Regions from separate parts of the Callithrix jacchus genome. Here region 1 is linked to region 2. Evidence: chromatin contacts called from public Hi-C data. All regions are on one chromosome and are shown on one strand. The core of a region is the stretch at or near the end of the contact, and the rest is flanking DNA. Distances in the headings are between cores, read along the strand shown. Region 1 overlaps NAV2 (neuron navigator 2). Region 2 overlaps NAV2 (neuron navigator 2).

Region 1 (4,314 bases), core at 1,756-4,255, 340 kb after region 2:
AGATCAAAAGTCTGAAGCACCCATGTAACCACCTCTTCTTGCTCAGCCTCCTCTCTCTTTGATAAACCATGATGAAAGGTATTTTTGAAAACCCAGGGACAAAGAAACACAGAATGACCTTCACTAAAAGGACAACTTTTAGCAAATGCATACTTGACATAGTTTGGTAAACATCCACCCTGTTATCTTTTGCTCCTGGTATCTTAGAAATGTCACTTATTGATTCTTGAAATCCTCCCACTGCCATTCATAGGGGGAGGAGAATTTGAGACAGAAATATTGATTGAAACTAACAAACATTGAGAGAAGCATTTGTTAGGTTGTGTTTTCCTTTTTTATAAATTGGCTAAAATAGAAAAAAGAAGATACACCTTTTGGCAGTTTTAAACAAAGGGAAATTAGTCAGTTATACTCCTATGAAACAACATTTGAAAGTCAGAATTGATGAATTTTCCACAGTGTTTTGGAACAAAGTACTCTGATAGGTGAAGGATCAAAGGACCTTTCTCTGAATGTGATTTTATTTTTCCTTTTGTTTTTTTTTTTTTAATTCATCCTTTAGTTTGGGCCCTCTGATTGTCTTAATGCATCCAGACCCACAATTCGCAACAACTTGCTGCCCTGTTGCTGGGGCTGGTGACTGCAGTGTCTTTGGGAAGATTAAAGACATTGTAGCTGAACTCACAGGCAGCCCCCAGGAAAGGAGCAGGGAGCTTTCTGTGCTCCCTTTGGTCTGAGCATGCCAAGATGCCCTGGCTCTGGCCTTGAGGTGTTAGTCAGCATTAGTGCTCAGATCTTGGCAACTGGAATGGCCACTGCTGGCCAGAAACTGATTGGAACTGTTCAGTCTCATTAGGGAGCCCCTCAGATCACCTTCTAACGTGTAACACTTCAGAAATCATCAAACGGCTAAGGTTGAGGCTAGCTACCTTGAAGTCTTTCCAAAGGCTTTGGCATATCTGCCTTTTGGATGAGCTTAACTAAACAGAGAGCTTTTGAGGTCCAGGGTGGGTGTGGGAGCTCTCAGGGCACTGGAAGTAATATTGTGGTGGGGTGGGAGGAGGATATATTGAGCTTTTCTTGGCCCACCCTTTCACTCCCTCCTTCCTCCCTTGACCTCTTCCTCATCCTCACTCTCCATCTGCCATAGTTAACTCTCCAACACCAGGAGGAGGAGACATTTGCAGAGTGCTGGTCTGTATTTAATGAATGAATAAGTGCCTCTATCCTCTGCAGCACTGTCCAACAGTACTTTCTGCAATGATGGAAATAGTCTACACTCTGTGCTGTGTAATATGGTAGCCACTAGGACTACATGTGGCTATTAAGCAATTGACATGTGGTTAGTGCAGATGAAGAACCAAAGTTTAAATGTATTAAATTTTAATTCATTTAAATGGCCACATGTAGCTCGTGGCTGCAGTATTTGACAGCACAGCTCTGGATAATCATTCATTGAGCAGCCAGTAAGTCCGGTGCTGAAGTCTGTCATTACAAAAATGTCATTCTGGACACAAAAGGCCAAATATTGTGTGATCCCATTTATATGAAATCTCCAGAGTAGGCAAATCTATAGACACAAAAAATAGATTGGTGGTTGCTAGGGCTGCAGGGTTGGGGTAAGAGGAGGAATGAGGAGCGGCTATAGAGTTTCTTTCTGATATGATGAAAATGTTTTAAAATTAGATTGTGGTGATGGTTGAGCAACTTCATGAGTAGATTAAAAACCATTGAATCACTCAAAATGTGTGAATTTCATGGTATGTGAATTATATACAATGGCTTTCTGTTCATACCATACTCAAGTAGATATTATAACTCTTGCTTTTCTCCTACCCCCAAAATATTCATAGTTAAATGTCTCCCCTTCCTTGGACCTCAGTTTCCCTCAATAAAAAGAGGGTATTGATTTTGCCTCAAGGATAGTAAAGAAGAGTGTTTCTGGTCTTCCTTTCCCCGTATGTACTTAACTTTAATCTAGTTCATATTGGATGGGACTATACCTCCTCATTCTGGGATTCCAATTCCAGATGCTGGCCCATTCCAGGAGCACCCAGGCAGTAAACAGAGCATTGACGCAGGTAACCAGCCACCCTGCGGTAGCCGTTCCCTCTGGAACCACAGCATAGATAGAAGGTCTTTGGTGCTGGCCAAGGAATTTTAAGTAATGACTGAGACATTTCTCTTTCTGCCTCTGATCTAGATAAAAACAGATCATAACCTTGAGTTGGCAGTTGATTCTAATGCACAGAAACAGCTTTCCATATCCTCAGTGAGCAAAGATACTAGCTGAGGAAGAGGTGGGGAGTTGGGGGTGGGAGGAGATTCTTGGCTGTAAAACATCTCATGGTTTTCTGAGGTTTGTGGTCCAGGGATCCTGTGGAATCTCTCTGGGAAGCACATTTCTTTAGAAGCAAGCTTGGTCTTTTTCTTCTCCCACTTGTCAGCTGCTCTTTTTGAAATCAAAAGCCTGCCAAAGGGTTGGAAATTAGTGACATCAGAAGAAGTAATGGTTGCCATCATGTTCCTCCTCCTCCTCTTCATCACTATCCTAAAGCCGTCCATGTGTGTCAACAGCAGATATTACAAATGCCTGCCTTCTAAATAACTTTAAGACCTGCTTATAATATACATGAGGCATTGGACTGAAAGGGGGAACTGAAACAGTAACAAGGAAAATGGTAACTGTAGCTGCCCATCATGGGGTGGTCAAGTTATTATGCGCCTGGAGGTGTGTTACGTACTTTACATACATAGCTTCATTTAATACCTCACATCACTACTGGGAAGTGTGAGTAGTAATATTTCCATTTTATAGATAAACTGAAGCTCAGAGTGGTTAAATAATGTGTCTATATTATGCAGCTAATAGGGCCAGAGTTGAGATTTGAACCAGGATCTGCATCATTGCAAAGCCAACATTTTGCTTTTAACCATCATGCTATTATACAAGCTAGTTTTTACTTAATTCACTAATCATTGAGCCCCTCCTTTACATTAAGTGCTATATAAATTGCTGGAGGTACAATTATGAACAAAACAGCAAGTGCCAGATGAGTGGTCCAGGCAGTCAGAGTCACAAAAATTCAGAGAAGAAAGTGGTAGCTAAGGGACTGAGAAGGTAGGCAAGGAGAGTTCATATAGAATTGGAGCTTAAAGGAGGAGTATGAACTTCTTGAAATTGTTGTATAGGGATACTCTAAATCAGAGGGGTTCAGGAGTTTGTTTTCTGATATATGAACATACTAAGAAAAAGCAAAAATGACCAAACAGTGCATGTAAAAAGATCATGATAATTTGAACTCATTTTTATGAGGACAATGATCACTTCTCCCACCACATGCTCTTATGTGTAAGGTAATGCTTTATCCCTGTCTCACTGGCTTTTACAGTGACATCATTTTGCAAACACATTTTTTTGGTCTCGAGTTTCTCTAGGGCAAGGACAGGGCTCAGCAAATATTTGTGAGCTGGAAGTGAACTCTGGCCTGAGATCCCAGCATGTGCCAGATGCTGTGCTTGGAATAGGGACAGGATCAGTAGCAGAGAAACAGACATTTGTAATATCCTGTGATAAGTGTCTATAGGACATTTATGTCTGGAAGGAGCATCCAATCCAACCTTGGAGGAGTCAAGAAAATATCCTGGAAGAAGTGAGGTCTAAGCTGAAAAGTGCATTAGCTCTGTAGAATAAGGAAAGAGTATTCTAGACACAACAGTGTATCCAAAGTCTAAGTGGTAAAAGGGGACACGGCATGATAGAGGGAAAGAAAGTCGAGTGTGTATATGTGTGTAGGTGTCTGAATGAAGGAGGCAAAATGACTTTCTCAATTCTACCCAGAAAATTGATGCTAGACTCCAAATTTTATGAGGGCAGAAAGCATGCCTGTCATGTTCAATAAATCCTTGTTGAAAGAATTGAGAGGATGGTGGCCAAAATGGGATCAGAAACCAGGCTTTCTGAATCTCTTTTGTGATTTACCCTGTCACCTCACTCTAAGAATTCTTGGTCAATTCCAAATTGACCTCAGATGGTGGATGATCTAGAATGCCAATCCAAGCCAGTCAGGGCAGAGCTGCAGCAAAAGTGGAGAGACTGCAAAGTCCTATCTGCTAATAACTTGGTTGGCTTACAGCAAAAGGGAGAGTGCATCTTGATCCAGTGATGTTTATTTATGGACACAAGAAACCTGATAGAGCTCTGTAGTGATGAAGTTCCAAGCCACTTAAATCCTAGTAAGTTTCAGCATCTGCTAGCAAAAGGCAGCCCTCAACCTTTGAGAGCACAAGTGGTAACATCTGCAGCCACTCTAG
Region 2 (4,287 bases), core at 865-3,364:
TCATATTTTTTTTTGCAATTTCAGGTTTTGACAGCCCTGGAGCTAGGGCACTAAATCAGCAACAGGATAGGATTCTAGGACATTTGATTAGGCCTCTGACACACGGCTTACCCAGAGATGGCTGATCTAATACATCTTAGAATCTAGGAAGAAAGGTGCAATATACCACAAAGCCTAATGCCTCATTTGCAACTAGAAAAATGAAGGCCCAGTGCTGGCAGGGATTTGCCCAGCACCAAAGCCATAGTTCTTAGGTCAGAGCCCAGGTTTTACGTCTCCTGGTCTATAGATGCATCCCTACCACCTACAAGACAGGATTCTTCATCACCAAGTTCCATTCAGAGCCAACCATTCGTATTGGTGGTGTGATTAGGGAGAAGTCATGGAATCCGGGTCTATTCATCTAATCCCATGAGTTTTCTCTGGGTCCTAAAATAATGTCACCTTCAAAACGTGGAGTAGGCCCTGCCAAGACACCTCACTTACCTAGAGAAGGTATTAAATACATTACCAGCAGAGCCCTAATGAACTTACCATCTGGACCCATCAGAAAGTAGAAGCTGGGACACTGGATAGCTCAATTTGATTGCTGTGAGAGCTCTCAGGAAACCAAAAGAAATGCAAAGGTTTGAATTGTGGGCAGATAGAATTTTCAGAATCTAGAGAAGACCTGAAATCTTCTAATGAGAAGATTTCATTAGACGATTTAGATGGATAAACCAAGACCAGGGAAAAGAAGTGAATTTCTCAAGCCTGCCCAATAGGACAACACCCTCCCTACCAGCTCTCTGTCACTTCCCCCATCTCTCTCCCCAAACGCAGCTCTACTGGTAATATAGGGTTGGTACCAGGACTCAGGAGTCGGAGCTCCATCACAGTTAGGCTGATGTTTATGAATATTGAGGCTGAAAGTGGAATTTAATCATGGTCTGCTTTTGACACTGAGGGACCTTTACAGAGCAGAGTTGATTTTGTCTATAACAACTGGAAAGTAAAATGGACACCTTGATTGGTACTTGAACCCCTGGGTCGGGAGGCAGCCTCGTGTGCCACAGTTTATCTTGAAGTAGCATCCATTAATCAGCTACTTCATCATTTACCAATGTGCTTGTTAAATTGCCAATTCCTGGGCTTTACCCAAGACCCATTGAATCCAGGGTCTATAGGTCATTTTAACATGTATCCCAAGTGGTTCACATGCTCCCAAAAGTTGGAGAACCACCACTGCAATGGAACATCTGGAGTTAAGCTTGCCTGGGTTCAAACCTGGGCTCTGCCAGTTCCCAGATGTATGAACTTCAGTATGCCTGAGCTTCAGGCTCCTGTAACATGAAGAGAGTAGTAATAACTACCTCACAGGGTTATTGAGAGAGTTAAGGGAGGTAAAGCAGGTAAAATGCTTAGCTTGGAGCTTGGCATCTTGCAAATAAATATTAATCAAATCAATTAATTAAAGCAAAGCAAATATATTTAATAAATTAAGTAAATATTGAACAAATATTAGCCGCTACTGTGATATCATTCTTTAGAGACATTCCCTGTCTTCAGCTTTTCACATGGAAGCCAATCGCAGCCTCTGCAATCAGGAGCCCTTGGGGCCCCAGGAGCCCGTCCCCACCTGAACCCCCTTTCCCTACCCCTCCAGGGAAGATGTGGGCTGGAAGAAGGCCCACCCATTCTGTGGCCGGGGCCTTGGGGAGTGCAGTGACAACGGCCACCAGCAGGGGGAAGCATAAGCACATTTCAGGGCACAGCCTGAGTGATCCTTGAGGGTGGGGCGCTCTCTGGGGGAATGGGCTGAGGCTGGGAACAGCGTTTGTTCCCAGAATTTACCCCCACAGTAAACAGGAATATCCGGGGATGCTCACAAGACAGAATCCTACTTTTCCTTTAATTGCTCAAAAAGCGAGACCCTGCGCCGGCTGACACTGGGTGTCTCCCCTGAGGCCGCAGGAAGCGGCTCATTAGCTGGTAATTTTATTTTCACCACCCAGTCGGGCCCTGGCAGGCCCTCGGCAGAGTGCTAGCTGCCGGGCCTTTCTCAGGAGACTCTTGGCAGAGCGCTGATCTGGGCGTCGTGTTCTTTTTCCATTTGGAGAAGCAACTGTGTGAGCTGCCTCACCAGACTTCGCGAGAGGGGTTGAGGGATGGGGCGGGTGTGAATATCCAGACCTGCCCTCTAATTCAGAGGCAAGAGTCAGTTCCCTTCCTGCCGTCCCCTAGAAACCTAGGGTCAGCCGCCGCTTGAGTGCCTATCTTGTGCTATTCTCTACCTCCCACCCCGGTCCCCAGGAGCATGTCAAAGAGGGGAAGCCTGAGGCTCAACGAGATCAGGTGACTTGCTCAGAAACACACACCAATGAGAAGCAAAAGTAATAATGACACTGGGCCAGGCGCGGGGGCTCACCCCTGTAATTCCAGGACTTTGGGAGGCAGAAGCTGGCAGATCACCTGAGGTCAGGAGTTCGAGACCAGCCTGGTCAACATGGTGAAAACCCACCCCTACTAAAAATACAAAAAGATTAGCCAGGCTTACTTGTGGATGCCTGTAATCCCAGCTACTCAGGAGGCTGAAGCAGGAGAATCGCTTGAACCTGGGTTTGCAGTGAGCCAAGATCATGCTACTGTACTCAGTCTAGATGACAGAGTGAGACCCTGCTTGCCTCTCTCCAAAAAAGGCAATAATGGCTCTGGCCACCTAGTACGTGCCCAGTGTATTGCTGGGCTCCGCGGCTATCCTTTCACATTCGTTTACTCTGACAGCAACCAAATCTGTAAAGCCCAATGACTGAGGTTAAAGCCCATGCTTTCTTTCTACCCCACATTGCCTCGAAACCCTTGGAAGTACTCTTCTATTTCCCTAATCTTTCAAATCATTCAAATTCCAATTTGTTCTACAATTAGAGGTCCCCTCTTCCCTCTTCATTCAAGAGTCCTTTGTTGAAAGCTTTGGTGGTGGCTTGATCACATTCTGAATTTGAGATTTGCTTGTAATTAGCTGTCTTGAAAACACCAGTTCCTTGCTAGGCTCTGCTTGTAGGAGCCCAGGAGTCAAGACACCTGAGAAAGGGCTGCATTCATCACTGCTTGTTCCCTTAACCACCCCTTTCATAGTTATCTGGAATAAACTCAAATTTCATTGATTTTCCTACAGTGATAAATTGACAGCCTTCCTTTTTTTCCCACAGAAATTAATGCCAGTAAAATGACTGCCACTCCCTGCTTTGAATACACCGTTAAAATAAACCATGTGTGTGTGCAAACATGTGTGCACCCAGTGAGACGTGCTTTTCAAAGACACTGTCATGCAATGTACACAACACTGTGCAGACATGTCAATTTTCCTCCCGGCTGTCTCTCCATCTAAAGACCAAATGCTCAATGTGGCCTGGCACCCAATGGCAGCTGGAGGAAAAGAACTGCGACTTCACGTTTCTCCTCTGGAGCTCTGGGCTTGCTCTCATTTGCACTGGCAAATTGTAATGTCAGCAGCTGCTTTAAGATAGACTGCAGGACACTGGGCTGCAGCATGAAAAGCTAGCCAAGGAGATTTTTTTTTTTTTTTGAGACAGGATCTTACTCTGTCACCCAAGCTGGAGTGCAGCAGCACCGTCACAGCTCACTGCAGCTTCAACCTCTGGGGCTCAAGCAATCCTCTCACTTTTCAGCCTTCTGAGGAGCTGGGACTACAGGTGCATGTCACCATACCTGGCTAATTTTTGTGGGGGTTTTTTCGTTGTTTTTTTTTTAAGAATAGGGTTTCATCATGTTGCCCAGGCTGGTCTCAAGCTCCTAGTCTCAAGTGATCCACCCGCCTTGGCCTCCCAGTGTGCTGGGATTACAGGCGTGAGCCACTACGCCCTGCCCAAGATGGTCATTTTAATATACAGTTGTTACAGGCAAGCAAATAACCTCCAGTCTGTAGAGCTCTCTCTGAGTCAAAAGGATACCATGGCTAAATTCCACCTTTAGGTTCAAGGTGATTCATAAACTTGAGAAGTTTTGTGAACACTATTTGGCTCAGTTACTGAGATTCTTTGTGTCATTTTGTCAGCCACCTCTGTGCCTGACAGACAGGGAGCTCAGGCAGGTGGTTGGTGCTGCTTGTGGATTCCGATGTTTCAGAACTGCTGGTTAGGTGGAAAGTTCATGCTGTAGAGAGGAAGATGAGTATGAGACAGAGAATCCACATTTATGCAACACCAGACATTATCCTGGGCACACTCCATCCTTACAGCCATGTCTTAAAGGTACTTGTTTATGCTCTGTCCAGCATCCAGGGAAACA

Evidence for each region. A called contact is a pair of places that touch in the nucleus more often than the background predicts.
Region 1: a Hi-C map of skeletal muscle shows a contact between it and region 2, with 4 times the contacts expected there. The contact joins two enhancer-like sites. A contact is called at or near these places in 3 of 3 Hi-C or Micro-C datasets (induced pluripotent stem cells and skeletal muscle).

The regions. Positions count from the first base shown.
Region 1 is chr10:85,687,471-85,691,784 of calJac240_pri, forward strand. The region is part of intron 7 of NAV2 (neuron navigator 2); the gene reads left to right. Among named protein-coding and RNA genes, the nearest start is that of DBX1, 250 kb to the right of the region's middle. Within about 2 kb of position 3,006, at least 3 of the 16 cell types and tissues checked have an H3K27ac peak or open chromatin away from gene starts, as enhancers often do. A contact at or near this core is called in skeletal muscle, where this site is marked.
Region 2 is chr10:85,352,792-85,357,078 of calJac240_pri, forward strand. All of the region lies in intron 2 of NAV2 (neuron navigator 2), which reads left to right. Among named protein-coding and RNA genes, the nearest start is that of NAV2, 220 kb to the left of the region's middle. Within about 2 kb of position 2,115, at least 4 of the 16 cell types and tissues checked have an H3K27ac peak or open chromatin away from gene starts, as enhancers often do. A contact at or near this core is called in skeletal muscle, where this site is marked.